Regions from separate parts of the Mus musculus genome. Here region 2 is linked to region 1. The links are chromatin contacts, called in public Hi-C maps. All regions are on one chromosome and are shown on one strand. The core of a region is the stretch at or near the end of the contact, and the rest is flanking DNA. Distances in the headings are between cores, read along the strand shown.

Region 1 (7,858 bases), core at 3,048-5,547:
CACATCCACTCTCTCATTCATTCTCTGTATCCACCTGACTGCAGATAACTTTCATCACCATAACAACAGATTCCTAAGAATCCTTAAGTGTTCTCCTCTTGCCAGGAGGGTAGCACTCTTCCAGACTGGATTTCAAGGATGTCCATGATATATGGACACATATACAGGTCCAGACCTGCATAGTGTGCCCATCCTTCACTAAAGAACGGTCCTTCTCCAACCAACTTAGTCAGACAAAGGAGGACACAATGATCAGACACAATCGTCTTATGCTCAGCCCCACATAAAAATGAGAGTGCTATGTATAGATTAGCTTGGGTGGTCGGTGTGGCAGGGTGGAGGAAGTGAGGATTAAGAGGCGGGGTCTAGAGATCGGTAGTTATGCCACGAAGGGCATTGCTGTTTGAAAAGACTGTGATTTCTCAGAGCACATTGATTATTGAGAAAATGGGTTGTATAGGGTGATGCCACCCCACGTTTGGGGGCCTCCTGCATGTAGGTACTTCCCTCTTCATTTTTCATGTCTCTCTCTCTCTCTCTCTCTCTCTCTCTCTCTCTCTCTCTCTCTCTCTCTCTCTCTCTCTCTCTCGTGTGTATGTGTGTGTGTCTTTGACAGGACACTGGCACCATACTCTTTCAACCCTCCAGGTATCAGATCTATAAGTCAAATATATACTCAACATCAGGTATTGCATATGCCATATGCACCTTGAGCTGATAGAAGAACTTGGAAGCTGTGTCTGTATTGTGCTGGTTTTGCAGGCATGCAGGATGGAAGAATTATGAGATCACAGACATTGTCACTAATGCAACAGAAAACAAAAAAAGCTAGTGCCAGGGTCACTCTTCCCATTGCATGAAGGTGAGAAACCCAAGTTACATTGGAGATGCCAACCGTGTGGAATGTTTGTGAAGGAAGATGCTATTATAGTAACATGAACTGTCTTAAGACAGGAGAGACATTCTTTTCTGAGATCTAAGTTAGTCCTTTCTCAGATACTTCAGTCTTGATGGTTCATTTAGCCACATCTTAGCCTCTGCACATTCTCAACATCCAGTGCCAATAGTGGGTCTTCGAGCCTTTGCTGCAAAAAGCCACAGCAGGCTCCTGTATTCCCACAGGGGTATCTGGAGTGTCATCTCTGGGCGTTTGTGGAGCTGATGATTTTATTTCAACGTGTTTCTGTTGGCAGCAGCCGGGTGCATCATCACACATCCAACTCGATGTGTGATGTGCAGTACACACTGAGTGCTCTTATGGGAGCGGTAAACAGTGAGCCGAGCAAGCGGCTGTCATTTGTCTCAAAATGTCTCCATTCTGAGAATTGCAGACTGCAGATAAGAGCTGTCAATCAGTGGTCCCGAATATTGCTAAAACTGCCAACAATTCTCTGCAAACTTGTCTTGGGAAGAAAGTGCAAACTCTTAGGTCCCTAAACTCAAAGGCTCCCAAGAACTCGTTCGGCAACCAATCAACTAATCAATTCAATAACTAGTGATGCCTGACATGCACCAAGCATGGTGGGTAGGTATCACAGAGAGTATGAGCCCAAAACAAAACCCTTAGTTTCCTGAAGTCTACATCTTAGGAAGCTGCCAACAGTACTTGGCAAACTGTGCCCATAGGTCAGCTTTAATTTGTGTTGCAAATAAAGTTTTATAGAGACACATCTATGTTCATTTGCTTACCCACTGGGGCCATTGCTCACTATAACAAAAGAATTGAGCAGTTGTGATAGAGACTGTATGGTCTGCACAACCTGAAGTATTTCCTATCTGGTCCTTTGTAGAAAGTTTGCCAACCCGTGGGCTAGAAATGCAAAGTGTTAATTCAGGTATGAAGATGGAAATAATAAAAGGGGCAGAGATACATGGCCTCAGAGGATTGAGTTATCAAAGGAAGGGAGGGGGAACAAAGGACTTATGTAAGGGGGCTCTGACAGGAGATGGCAAGCAAGGTGCAGGCCATGCATCCACACCACTGGGCATGCTCAGAGTCATTCAGAAGGTACTAAAGGATGGTTGGAGTGAGCAAAGGGGAGGGGGAAACAGATGAGGTCCAAGAGCCGGTGAGAGGACTGTAGTGGATGGGGCGCTTGTGGCAAGAACCTTGGGTTTTAGTTGAATGTGATGGGAAGGCTCTGTAGTTCTGGTGGGGAACAAGCTGCTCTTGTGTTTGGAGGCTCTTTTGGCTAGGTAGAGAAAGGGGTATGGGTATGGGTTGGGGGTCTGAGAGTGAAAGCAGAGTAGCCACGTAGAAGGCTGCTCCAGGAGAGAGAAGGCTGGTATCCTGGACCAGGTAGGCAGCTCCAAGGGTAGCCATTGAAGTTACACGTTGAAGGCAGAGGCCGTGTGATTCCCTGATGGGGTAGGCTTGGGGAGACAGAGATGCTGAGATTTCAGGCTTGAGCAACTTGAAGTTGCCATTTATGAGGTGGGGAAAGGATGATGTATGATGGCAAGGACGCGGAATAGACATCAGGGCTTCTTTCTGAAGGTACCAAGTTCAAGCTTGTCTCTCCCTTCACCCCACCCCAATCCTTTCTCTCCTTCTCTTCTATTCCCACATTAGAGTGTCTCATTAAGTTGCTCAGGTTAGCCTAGAACAGTGTTTCTCCTGAATACTGGGATTGCAGATGAAAACCATCATCCCTCGCTCTCAGAAATGCAGATGTGGAATAGGCCTCTTCGTCTGGTACAGCCTTCCTGCACTTGCCTTGTGGCCTGCTCAGGCTCCTGTGGCCCTTCCAGCTTTCTAGTTCCCTTTCTCAATCATTATCTCCTCTCCTGCCTGCAGGCATCCAGCCTCTTGAGTAGACTCACGGTTTTCTGCCTCCGTCCTTCCAATCGAAATTTAAATATTAGGACATTGGGGGGAGCATCCTGTCTGGGCCACTGTAAGAAGCCCCTTATGTCTCTCTCTGCCTCAGCCTTCACAAACTTCATCTCATGTGCCTGGCCCTTGGGTGATTTTTTAAAAAAAGATAATTTGCATCTTGTCTTTGTCTCTTGGACCCTCCCAAGGCCCCAACAAAACTGAAAATCCAGGAATATGCCAGGATAAGAGTGTACCCTTCATCATACTCTTAGTTACAGTTTTTTTCCCTCGAGAGTTTTAGTGAGCCCTGGACTTTTGCATGCTAGTGAGATATTCTTCCAGGGAGCTATAAACCCAGCCCATTGCATTTAATTTAATTTTTTTTTTAGATAGGGTCTCGCTAGAGTTGACCACACAGGCTTTGAATTTCCTCCATGTCACTGGGCCCAGTGCCACAGATTTTTTTCTTTAGCAAGAAGAAAAAAAAACATTTTTTTTCAGCTGTACTGTGTGAAGACCTATGTAGGAACCTGATATGCACATTTATTTATCTATTGTGCAGAGGAGAAGGGCATGGCTCTTTTTGAATCAAAGTTGAGGGACCTTTGTTCTGAGAGCTGTTCCCCTTGTTAAACTGAGCACCTCACACTCCAGTTGTCAGAGTGTTAGCGTCCAGAACGTGTATTCCCAGGGTGATTAACTGTCAGAAGGAAAAGAAAACAAACAGAAACCCCAAAATAGCAATATCAAGGAGATAGTTGGCCCTTCTTTTTTGCTAAATAAAAAGATAAAGAAGGCCATCCAGGAATGGTATTAGCCACACTCCACGGCACAAACAAATAGCTCTGCAAATCTCCAAACTCCATACAATCAAGGTTTGATTTCCACTCCTGCTACACGCTCATCGACATTGGCAGTGGGGGCCAGCTGAAGCCAGCTCCGTCTTGGCATTCATTTCTAGGACCTCTGAATCGGGAAAGGAACTTTATGCCTAGCTGTCTCTCAGGACTTTTACCCGGAAGTGACCTGTTTGTTTTACTTCCGTTCCACTAGTGAACGTAAGTCATTGGGCAGAACTAACTTAAAAGGAGACGGGACAGGAAATCCTCCCACAGAAGATGACAGCAGACAGAGGTCTGCAACTCTCAGTGTTCCAATGAAGACAATGGCTTTATGAAAAGAGTCCCTTTCACTATCCAAATGATAAGGGGCAACTTCTGGTCAAAGGAATGATGTTTACCCAATTTTTTAACCCATATTTTCCTCCCCTTTACTGTGAGCTAGAGAAAAACTACCATAGAGGGATGCTGCTGGCCCTCAGCTCAGTGGGTTGGCCCAGGCTGCAAGGCACCAAATATCTCCTCATGCCAGATTTTTTTCTCAGCAATGTCTCCCTTTTTATACCCCTCCTTCTAGAGCATGTCTCCACTGGTGCCTCTCCAAGCCTCTGACCACCTTCTGTCTTGGGTTGAGGGAGGGTGTGTCACTGAATAGGAAAGGAGAAGCTGCAGGCTGCCCATGGCTGCCTGCTCAGAGATTCAGGGTGGAGAGCAACACACGGGCTTACTGCTTCCTTCTGTGGAAATAGATGAGATACTTGGAAGGGACAGACAGCCCAGCCACCATGGACCCCTCCCCAGTGCCTCAGTTTCTCTGCAGACATGTGTCCAGTGGGAGGCACAGAAGCACAAGGCAGTAGAGGTCTCAGAATCTGGGACCTCAGCCACTGCCAGTGGGTTTAGACTATGTAGAGAGCTCAGAGATCCAGGGCTCTTCAGAGGGGCTGCTTGAGAGTCAGCTTCTCCTTCCTGCTGTGCTGTTCTCAGGACACAACCTGAGCCACCTCTGTTTCCTGTAGGGAATATGTTTGATGTTGCAAATGCAGAGGGGTCCAAACTGTCTCCATGCTCCATGGTGCCTGAATAATGAGGCTGCATCCATCTAGAGATGTGACTCAATTCATGGCATAGAGTTTTATTGGCTACACCCAGTTTGGCTAATGCATATTACCAAAACATACAGTAATAGTAGTAATAATAACAACTATGACCACTGTAGCCTAAGTTTTCTGGAACTCTTTGTTTTGAAACATGTTTTCTCATATGCTTTCTTATTTGTTCCCACTGAGCTATGCAGGGGTAGATTGTCACCAAGCCCAGAGGCTGGTAAACAGGTGGGAAAGTAGCTGAAGCAATGGAGGAAATTCACTCTCAGTGTAATCAGGATAGGAAGGTAAAACCAGCTTCATAGCTGGCTGATTCAGCACCCAAAGGTGATTAGAGTTTAGAGTCGGTGTCCTTCCCACCTCTGTGCCATCCCTGGGCTGGCCACTGTCAGGACAGCTGCAGGAATGCCAGAGTCCTCGACAGCTGTAATTACAGCAGGAAGAACGGAAGTTTTCTCCCACTGTGCCTATCTGGGTGGCTGACCCTTAGTCAGAGAGCACGGTCTTGTTCCACGACGCCAGGTATGCTTCGCATCTCCTGAATCATTTCTAAACCACTGCCTGGGTGGGAACCGAGGGCATCTCAGATCATCCTGGTCCTGGCCCAGGGAGCGCTCCCCTTCACTTTGGCATCTGATTGGATGGGTTGTGTCCATGCTATCCCAGAACTGAGACTGGAATCTGCTCTGCCCACTGAACTATAGATGGACTGCTCAATTCTAGCTCTTCCTCACCAGGAGTTTCCTTATTATACAGTAAAGATGGCAGGCTGTTAGGTGCAGCCCTTAAAATGAGCCCTCAAATGAATACATATTTAAATAACCATATACATGTACATAATTTTTATTTGTCAATTTAAAAAAAGAAATTAATACAGTGCCAGGTTAAATGTGATTTTTTTTATATATAATAATGCTAGTTGCACATTGGAACAGTAGACTACTGGCACATTTTAAAAAATATTATTCTGTGCTAATTAGTCTATTTAAGTTTCCCACTTCTTGGTAAAATATATGTATTTTAGAAAATTATCCATTCCACCCAGGTTTTGAAGTTCACTAGTAATTTATAATATTCTTTTTTAGCTTAAAGTTTATAAACTTTTCACTTATAAAGAGAACTTGTTCTTTTTAAATGGATAAACGTTTTCAACCTTCAAAATGAAAGTGCTATCCTAGTTGTCTTAAGACCAAGGATGGGCACAGAGCTATCCTGGAGCATGGAGGCCAGCACATACATCTTGCCTGTGATAAATAGTTTAAGTTCTAAGGGGGAAAGAGGCACTCAGATGTCACAGGTTCTACTCCAGCCCAGATGAGAACCTGGAAGAGGAGGTGGACAGGAAGTTGCGCAAAAACCTACCTTCAGCATCCCTGAAGAAGAGATGGGCCACACAGGAACATCCCCTAGGCAACTGGGTCCTTTCCAGCTGTACTTTATACCAGTAGAGTCTCATCCTTGCTTCCCATCGTATCCCCTAGCAGCAAAGATACACCCCTGTTTTACCAGTGAGAGACAATAAAAGCAAACATTTTTCTTAGGGATCATAGATCCTTGCTATAGTTTGAAAGGAAATTGCCCCACTTCCCCATTACACAAGTGCATGTGTTTAAACAATTGGTTATAGTTTGTAGCACTACTTTCGGAGGTTATGGAACCTTTATTAGATAATCCTAGCTGAGGAAATGTATTATCAGGGTGCAGGATATACAGATTTAAACCCAGCCAGATACAAGTGCTCTCTGCTTCTTGGTTTGTCAAGATGTGAGGACTATGCTCATGCCACACACTTCTGCTCCCATGAGCTGTGTCAGGCCTTCCTTATTATAGCATAGTGTGCTCTCTTAAACATTATTTTCCCCCAAACTCTTTTCTCCTTTAACTTGCTTCTTGACAAATATTGACTAATCACAGTGATAAGAAAAGTAACATAAGAAATCTGTCTGAAAGTTGAGTTATTGACATAATAAACCTGGCTGTGGCTCTTAGGTCTTTAGAAGTGGTTTTGGGGAGGAATGTGGAAGAGTTTGGAGCTGAAGGCATGAGAACACAGTAACACTGTAAGCGAAGCTTAATGGGTTGTTTTTATGGGAAGAAAGACCAGAGCTAAAAGGCAGACTGTGAAGGCCAGGCTCATGAGGTCTCAGGAGCAACAGCTCTGTATCAGTAACTGGACTGAGTCATTTATGTCATGCTCTGCCAAAGAGTAGGGTTGTATTCTGTCCATGTTTTGAAATTCTGAGTCAGTCTAAATGTAATAGTAACTAACAGACTGGGTTGGTTGGTGGAGGGATATTATGACAGCACAGATTTCAGGCTAGGGCAAGACTGCTTACGGCCTTAGCCACGTTTATAAGAGCAGGAAATGCAGCTGAAGGATGGAGGTTTGCAGGTGGCAAGGCAAAGCCATGGGTTAAAAAGTTGAGGGCAACATGTCTATGGACAAAGTAGTAGTAGCCGTTAAAGAGTTTAGTGCTTTTGAAGACCAAGCACATCCCCTGCATCGGGACAGTAGAAATGATTCCTCAGACTTAAGATCCTCTCTATGAAAAGTTCTAGGATGCAACAATATAAACTCACTTGAAAACCTTATTTAAAAAGAGAAGACCCATGAAGAGTACCGGAGTAGAGTTTTACTAGTAGTTGCTCTTACAAAGCCACCTAGGGAAATTTTCCCTGTGTTTCACCTCCACACACCAAAGGCCACAGCAGCTATGGTGAAAGGCGGGCAGACCCACCTGGAGCTTGCAGTAGAGCCAGGAAGCAGTGCCCATGTGGTGTTGACTTTCCAGGCATGTAGTACACAAGAGTTCTGGAATCAAGCAGGTTTGCACCAAGGCCTCATGGAAAAATCCGATGAAGCCAGGCAATGTTGGGCGGTCATGTTCCTTACCCCCAGAAGCCCTCAGATGCCATTGCATGAAGCCTAAGATGGAAAGGAGACCTTGGGATGTTGGAGATTCTGAGAATGAGAACAGTGTGAGAAAACTGCAGGTTTTCTTATGGAGCTGCCCCTAAAGAGGCCATGTGTGCTACACACAACAGAGCTGCAGGCAAAGCCCAGATGATGGCACGTGAGTGCCAGATGCCAGACA
Region 2 (7,858 bases), core at 3,993-6,492, 380 kb after region 1:
TTCAACTACAATGACAATAGTCATAAGAATCAAAGGCATCCACAGTGTTTGTTGAGAGGAGAAGCAGAATCGGTTGGCCTCTGTCATCTCACTCGTCAACTATCACCCAAAGTTGCCCTCAGCTTTCAGGGGTGTTCAAAGCTTTTGACGTTGTAATGGTGGTGTTGTCTACAGATGCACTAGATTCTACCTGGACTCCTAACTATCCCAGCCAGGATGCACGCTATCCTACAGGGCACACGTTGGACACATTAGATTGCTGTGAGTATCCTGTTCAGGGTTAGAGCTGAAAATATTACCTTCTTTTCACTCTCATTGTTCGGATACCCCCAACCAACTTAGCTGTTCCAGTTGTGCTTACAAGCACACCTAATGTTCTCATGTGTTTATAGACTGAGCTTTCCCAGTGTGCTTCAAAAGCTTCCCGACTAGGCATAGCGACAAACATCTGCAGTCCAAAAACTAGGAAGGCCGAGGCAAAGGAATCAGAAACTTGAGTAAAACCTGGGCTACAGAGTGAGATATCCTCAAAAACAGTAACACTAATACTGAGTGGTGTAACCCAGATTGTGTCTCATAGAAATGCCAGGGAAGCTGTAACTATGTAGTCTCACCAACATTGCTGCTTAAACATGACCTGAACAGGGATGGCATCAACATTAACATGCTAAAATGGGAGGAGGGCATCTTATGGGGCCCCAACTCTAGAAGCAAAACTATAAGCAACGAAGGAATTCGGAGAACAGAAGAAATGTCTCTTCCAGGGAAGAGCCCCAAAGTGCTCATCTGATACCAAGTAGTCAGCCCTGAAATCATACAAATGCATGTAACATTACATGGGCTAAGGAGACTTTTTTAATTCATTTTTTTGTGAATTTCATAGCATACACCCAAATCCCACTCATCTCCCCATCCCTCTGCCCTTGCAACCTCCCCTCAAAAGAAAAAACTAAAAATAAATAAAATTAAAATTAAAAAATACCCCTATGGAAGCTTTGGTGTGCCACACAATATAATCTTTTGCTTTACTCACAAATGTTCGTTGCAGTGAGTCATTGGTCTGGTTTGACACCTCTGGCTTCTGTTAGACTATCAGTACTGGATCCAAGTCTTCTCTCAGGATCTGTTGTTGCCCTGTGTCATGGAGATCCTGTAACTTTGGATCTGTAGGACCACACTCCAGCTGTTCACAGATGGAGTGGATGTTGGTGTGATTCAATTCAAAGCCCTGGATCCTGGCCTGGTTGGAAGCTGACTTGTTCAACCCATCAGCTATCCTATGCTTGCACCACCAGGGTCAGCTCTCCCACTTTGCCCAGGCAAGGGGCAGGTACAGCTTTCCTTCTCTCATGCCCTTGGGGTCATCTCTCCCATGCCCATACAACCAGGGACATCTCTACTGTGCTGCCCAGGGTAGGGGTGGATGCCTTCTTTCCCAAATGTGATGGCCAATGAGCTCAGCACAGTGCTTGGACATCAACATGGCCCCAGGCAGCAGACTAGACCATGGACATCTACATATGCATGGCCTTTGGTGGTAACATAGGCCTTGGCCATCAACATAGATCTTGGCTACAGAAGGACCATGGACGCAGACATGGTCCCCAATGACACCAAGGGCCTGGATTCACCATGGCCTCGGGTAGCAGTGCAGGTCACTCAGATCAATATGCACCCCAGTAGCAGCACAGCCCTCAAACACTCAATTGTCTGCTGGCAGCCTATACCACTGACACCCACATGGCCTTTGGTGATAACTTGAGCCACAGATATCAAAAAAAGACCCCAGCTACCACAAGACCATGGATCCAAACGTGGCCCTCGGTAGTGGCTTGGGCCAGGGCATTTATTTATTTTTACTGTGACTTGTTCAGTACCTCACCTTACAAAATGCCTCTTTCCTTTACTATTGTTTTGGAAAGAGATGTTTTATTAAAATTGTTTAGTTTGAATATATCATAGTTTTATTAAGTATGGCTTTATTTTGGAAAACTCTTAGGTTTTAATTCAACTGTTTGCCAATGTCCTCCAAAGTAAGGTGATAATACAGAGACAGTTGTTGAGGTCAACTGCCTTATGGACATTTCTGAGGCACTCACATTTGAAGATTCTTTATTAATAGATATCCTTGACTTAACTCTAACTGAAAACTCCAACATTTTCCTCTTAGTACATTTTCACTATATCATCCTAACAAGCTTAATAGCAAACAAGTAAAAATATTTAAGCTATTTATTTAAGCTATTCTGTTAATGGTTTGAATCTGAAGGGTTCCTCATGACCCACGTCCTCAAGGTTATTTTCCCCAGCTCTGTAGCATACTTGTAGAAGTAGGTTTGTATGGGAGTGCCTTTGAAGGTTATATCCTAGCCCATGACCCCAGCCTCCCAACTCCATGATGTGAACAGCCTCTGCCACATGCAATGGCCACCATAACTGAGGTGCTATCCCATGCCACCCCACAATGGACCCTCTAAAAACATGAGCCAAAATAAATCTTTCCTCCCTTAAGTTCTGTCAAGTACTATGGTCATAGGTGCAGGTTAGAGACCGAGCCATGCTCCTTGGACAGCTTCCTGCCTAGAAAATAGGCATGTAACCTTCTCCAGGATTTGGCTGTGCACTTGTGGTTGCTACTGATTACCCCTGTGTCAACTTTGCCCTTGCCGACCATAAGATCTAGCTGCAAGACCAAGTCCACAGGAAGGGGCACAGGAAGAACTTCCTACTTTGTGTGCCCAGAAGAACCAACAGCCCTGGTGTTGAGGTAAACACCCAAGGAAACCTGGAACATGTGAGGACAGAATTCATGGCCGGCTCATGGATCTGCCCTCTGTCTAAGATCCTCCAGCTCTGTGAGAGACCAGCCAGCAGGCATAGCCACCCTGCCTCATATCTAATATCAATATTCCTTTCCTAAGACTGGCTTTCCCTACTCCTCACTCCCCACCCCACCCCCAATCCTCCTAGGCTTGTAACCCAAATTCCCACTGCAACCCAGAATAGTAGGTGTGGCCAAATTGCTGCTGTGGTTCCCTTCATGTTTCTCTTGATCCTGGATCACATGAGAGGTCATTTTGCCACAATCTCTTGGGTTTTGGTCTTCCCACGGAGAAAAGACTGCCTTGTCTGTTTACTGTGTGCTGGAAAAAAAGAATGAGTAGCTGTCAAACGCTGCAATTTGAAATGCAAATTTATGCAAGATAAATTTGGCAAAATCCTGAAAAGTTGAATCTTATGTCTAGGTATATGCCCCAGAGAAATGAATGGGTCCACCAAAAATGTATTGTTCATAGTCTCTTAATTCATGTGTGCGTGTGTGCGTGCGTGTGTGTGTGTGTGTGTGTGTGTGTGTGTGTGTGTGTGTGTGTGTATGTGGCCAGCCAATAAGTCCAAGGAGTCTCCTGTCTTCATGTTCCCAGAACTAAAATCACATACTCATTGCCAAACCCAGCTTCTCACATAGGTTTTAGAGATCCAAATTGACATCTACACAACAACCACTTTTCTTTTTTTTAATTAGGTGTTTTCTTCATTTACATTTCAAATGCTATCCCAAAAGTCCCCCCATACCCTCCCCCCTTACCCCTCCCACTCCCACTTCTTGGCCCTGGCATTCCCCTGTACTGAGGCATATAAAGTTTGCAAGACCAATGGGCCTCTCTTTCCAATGATGGCCAACTAGGCCATCTTCTGATACATATGCAGCTAGAAACATGAGCTCTGGGGGGTGGGGGTGGGGTACTGGTTAGTTCATATTGTTGTTCCACCTATAGGGTTGCAGACCCCTTTAGCTCCTTGGGTACTTTCTCTAGCTCCTCCATTGGGGGCCCTGTGATCCATCCAATAGCTGACTGTGGGCATCCACTTCTGTGTTTGTTAGGCACCGGCATAGCCTCACAAAAGACAGCTATAGCTGGGTTCTTTCAGCAAAATCTTGCTAGTGTATGCAATGGAATCAGCATTTGGAAGCTGATTATGGGATGGATCCCCAGATATGGCAGTCTCTAGATGGTCCATCCTTTCGTCTCAGCTCCAAACTTTGTCTTTGTAACTCCTTCCATGGGTGTTTTGTTCCCAATTCTAAGAAGGGGCCAAGTGTCCACATTTTGGTCTTCGTTCTTCTTGAGTTTCATGTGTTTTGCAGATTGTATCTTGTATCTTGGGTATTGTAAGTTTCTGGGCTAATATCCACTTATCAGTGAGTACATATCATGTGAGTTCTTTTATGATTGGGTTACCTCGCTCAGGATGATGCCCTCCAGGTCTTTTCTAACTAAATCACCTCCCCAGTCCCCATGGGTACTTTATCCATAATAATAAAAATTGTAAATAGACCAAATGTCCAAAAAAAAAAGAAAATGAAAATGAAGTGTAAATGTAAGATAGAATGTTTTCCAGTATTTTTATAGTGACTAGAAGTCACAAGAAAATATTTTTGATAAATCTCAAAAATATTATTTTAAGAAAAAAATACCTCAGAGGTCCATGAAGAGGCCGTTTTTTTCTTCTAATTTATTCTTTCACAATTTCATTATAGATCTATTAGAAAGGGGGAGGGGAACTTTGATAGTATTCACCCTTGTTCTCCTCTTAGCCCTTTCCTCCTCTCACTACACCCTTCTTCCCACAACTCCCCCACCTATCTTCATGTCTTGTAAGCTTGCTTGTGGCCAGTTCCATTTAGTAAAGGTTGTCTGCACGAGGACAGGTCAGGAGTGGTTAGGGACTGGGGAGTGTGACCCCTCTCACCAGCGATCATTAACCAACAGAAGCTTTAGAGCACGTAAAGTTAATCTAGTAACTAGTAACTACTAATCTAGTAACTGGTGAACAAGCAGGCTCTCAGGGGACCAGAAAGCGGGGGAACTCACTGGAGTAACAGAAATGCCCTGTACTCTGAACTGGGTGGCCTTTTTGTGAAGAGTTATTAATGGCATGCTTTCAATTTGCGTGTTCGACTCTATGTAGATCAATAGGCAATCACTAGGTGGGGTGCTAAATGAGTGTAACATGGAGGGTTGTTCATTTCCTGTGAATCAGACACAGCTACTAGGCACATTATTTGGTTGTCGCTTTCACATAATGCTTTTTGAATCCATTCCTGCCTGTTGAACATTTTCACTACTAATTCAGTGATGAAGTTCAGGGGGTTTTCCCTGTCCTGCATATATCTAGATTTGTTCTATAAACCATGGGGAGGATTTTTCCCCTTGTGCCTTACCTCAGACACACTTTCTCTATCTGTGTGGGTGGTAGGGGTTTGTGGTTTATCATGTCACGTGCACATGTGTGTGTAGTTAGGCACGGAGGACAGAGGTTAAAGTTGAGCATCTTCCTCCATCACTCTCTGTTTTGACTGCACTGGCTGGCCACTAAGCCCTGGAGTCAGTCTGTCTCAGTCCTCCCTCTACCCACCATAGCCCCAACAAGCACTGGAATGACAGGCACCCACCGCCATGCCTAGCTTTTATGTGCATGCTGAGGTTCCAGACTCAGGTCCTTCCTCGTGCTTTATACAGCAAGCACTTTACCCACTGGACCAACTCTCCATTCCCTGATGTCCCTCTCCAAAGGGCTTTCCGAACATTTGAGTGAAGCACATGTATATGTTTATTATGCACAACAATAGGTATTAGTCTGATATTTTCCATCCTTGCATACACTGTAATTTGACCTTGCTCACTACTCTCGCTGACATTATCGCTTTTGTCCACTCTGATTGGGTCTCTTCCTCTTTTCTTTAAAAAAACCTAGCTTCTGTGTCTGAGAGAAAATAAACCATATCTGTCCAAATCTAGCCTGTTTCTTTTAACACGATAACCTCTACTTCTAGCAACTTTTCTTGCTGATAAGGTCATTTTGATGTTCATTTTGGCTGAGTATAACCCCCCCCCCGTTCATATACGCCCGTTACTCCTAATCCACCCCTCTATAGACAGATGCCTAAGCTGGCCGTGGTTAGCACATCTGCACTGTGAGTATTCCAGGTCTGTCATATGCTCACACTTCCATCAAGCTGCTTTCAGAAGAAGTAGGTTTTTCATCATATCTCGGCATTTTAGCTAAGATCTAATGTAAAAAGAAGGCATTTTAGTAGTAGGAAGCTGGTCTGAAACAAAATATCCAGGGTTGAGAGGGGCAGGAGAATAAAGAGCGGGTAAATATGACCAGAGTACAATGATACACACATAATGGTATGCATGCTTGAACGACGAAGTCCTTTATTTTGTATACTATATTGCTATAGTTAAAGCATACTTCAGAAGCCAGACCTGCCTGGCATGTTTCTTCCCATGCCTAGTTTATTTCATAACAATGTCCTCCAAGTTCATTCATGTTGCAAATGACAAAATTTCTTTAAAAAAAAGAATAGTATCCTCCTGTCGGTTTTATGATGGGTATCTAGGTTGCCTCTGTGTCTTAGGTGTTCTGGATCAGGTTGCAGTGTTTTTTTGCCTCCTCCCTCAGGCAGCCCCTGAGCCACCCAGTTGGCTGAAATCACTTTCAAAATTTTGAAATGATGCCCAGTTGGTCTGAAATCACTTTCTCCGCTTCACCTTTAATAACTGCAAGCCAGTTCCCAAGTGATCCAGCTAATGTAACTCTAACAATGATGAAATGTCAGCATCTCGTAGTCACAATCTCTTCTTTCATCCACAAAAGAAATCTCACCACTCTCTGATGATAACCAACTCCATGCATCACCAAACCCACCCTAAATGGCCCTCAAGAGGGATTATTTTGTCCAATCCTGTAAAATAAGAACAGTTTCATGTAGACGAGGCATTAGGCCAAAAGACTCATGAAGTCCCATACTAAAAAAGAAAGATAATTATTAGCCTAAAATTTAGAAAAAGGAAAACTAAGGAGATAGAAGATAAAGCAGGGTCCAAGAATGTTTGAAGGCAACGCTGGATAAAGAGGTAGTTACATTTGTTCTGAAATGTGTCTCCTTTGTTTCATCTGGCACCTTTACTAGTTGATTAGGTCCATCTTGTGTCCTTCTGGCTCTGACATTTCTATTATTAAAGCTTTAACCATTTTGTTTTGATCCATAGATAATAATTGTAAATACTTGTAGGGTGCAATCCAGTGCTTTGATATATGCTTATAGAGTGTCGTGATCAAATCAAGCTAACAAATCTACTGCTACCACACTGGTTTTTTTTTTTCTTTTTTGCAATTTAAGAATTGCTATTTTTGTCATTATAAATACATAGAGCATTATCATCATGTCACTTTTGTTTGTAAGAGATCACTGAAGTGCATTCCTCCCATCTACTGAAACTTTGTACCCTTTGATTGACACAGCCCTTTCTCTGTTAACCTTGTTCCCCCACCCCAGACCCTGATAAGCATCACTAAACCCCTTGCATGAGCTCAGCTTCTTTAGATTCTACATTCAGACGTGGTAGTTGCCTTCCTATGCTTGGCTTGTTTCACTTAACACCACTTCCTTCAGCTTTACTCATGATGTGAACGGCAGGTTTTTAAATGAATAGCATTCTATTGAGTATTTAAGTGTATGCGTATATATGTGTGTGCACACGTGTGTGTGGCTGCGGCCTGCAGCTCAGTCTAAACTTAGAATCACACTGTCAAATTCCTAAAAACCTACCTGGAAGCTTGTTTGAGTTTGTTGAATGTTTGGCAATTTTGGCCCTTTTTAATTCTCACTCCTGTCTGTGGTACCATGTCCCTTCCCAGTTCATTGTAGCATCCATTTTTCTTTCTTCTTCGGTTTTTTGGGGGGCTGGGAGGATGTCTAATGTTTCTTTTTAGTGTAGCAAATGGATTTATTATCCATTCTCTGTAGGTTTGCCAACTCGATGATTTTTTTTTTACATTTAATCAT

The links. A called contact is a pair of places that touch in the nucleus more often than the background predicts.
Region 2: a Hi-C map of Th1 cells shows a contact between it and region 1, with 2.4 times the contacts expected there. The contact joins two enhancer-like sites. A contact is called at or near these places in 2 of 484 Hi-C or Micro-C datasets (Th1 cells and nephron progenitors).

Annotation. Positions count from the first base shown.
Region 1 is chr4:47,626,309-47,634,166 of GRCm38.p6, forward strand. It overlaps Gm32544 (a long non-coding RNA gene), which reads right to left. Exons shown (of 3, transcript XR_390553.2): 2 at 6,126-6,240. Among named protein-coding and RNA genes, the nearest start is that of Gm32544, 8.6 kb to the right of the region's middle. Within about 2 kb of position 4,298, at least 11 of the 459 cell types and tissues checked have an H3K27ac peak or open chromatin away from gene starts, as enhancers often do. A contact at or near this core is called in Th1 cells, where this site is marked.
Region 2 is chr4:48,007,214-48,015,071 of GRCm38.p6, forward strand. No RefSeq gene overlaps it. Among named protein-coding and RNA genes, the nearest start is that of Nr4a3, 34 kb to the right of the region's middle. Within about 2 kb of position 5,243, at least 23 of the 459 cell types and tissues checked have an H3K27ac peak or open chromatin away from gene starts, as enhancers often do. A contact at or near this core is called in Th1 cells, where this site is marked.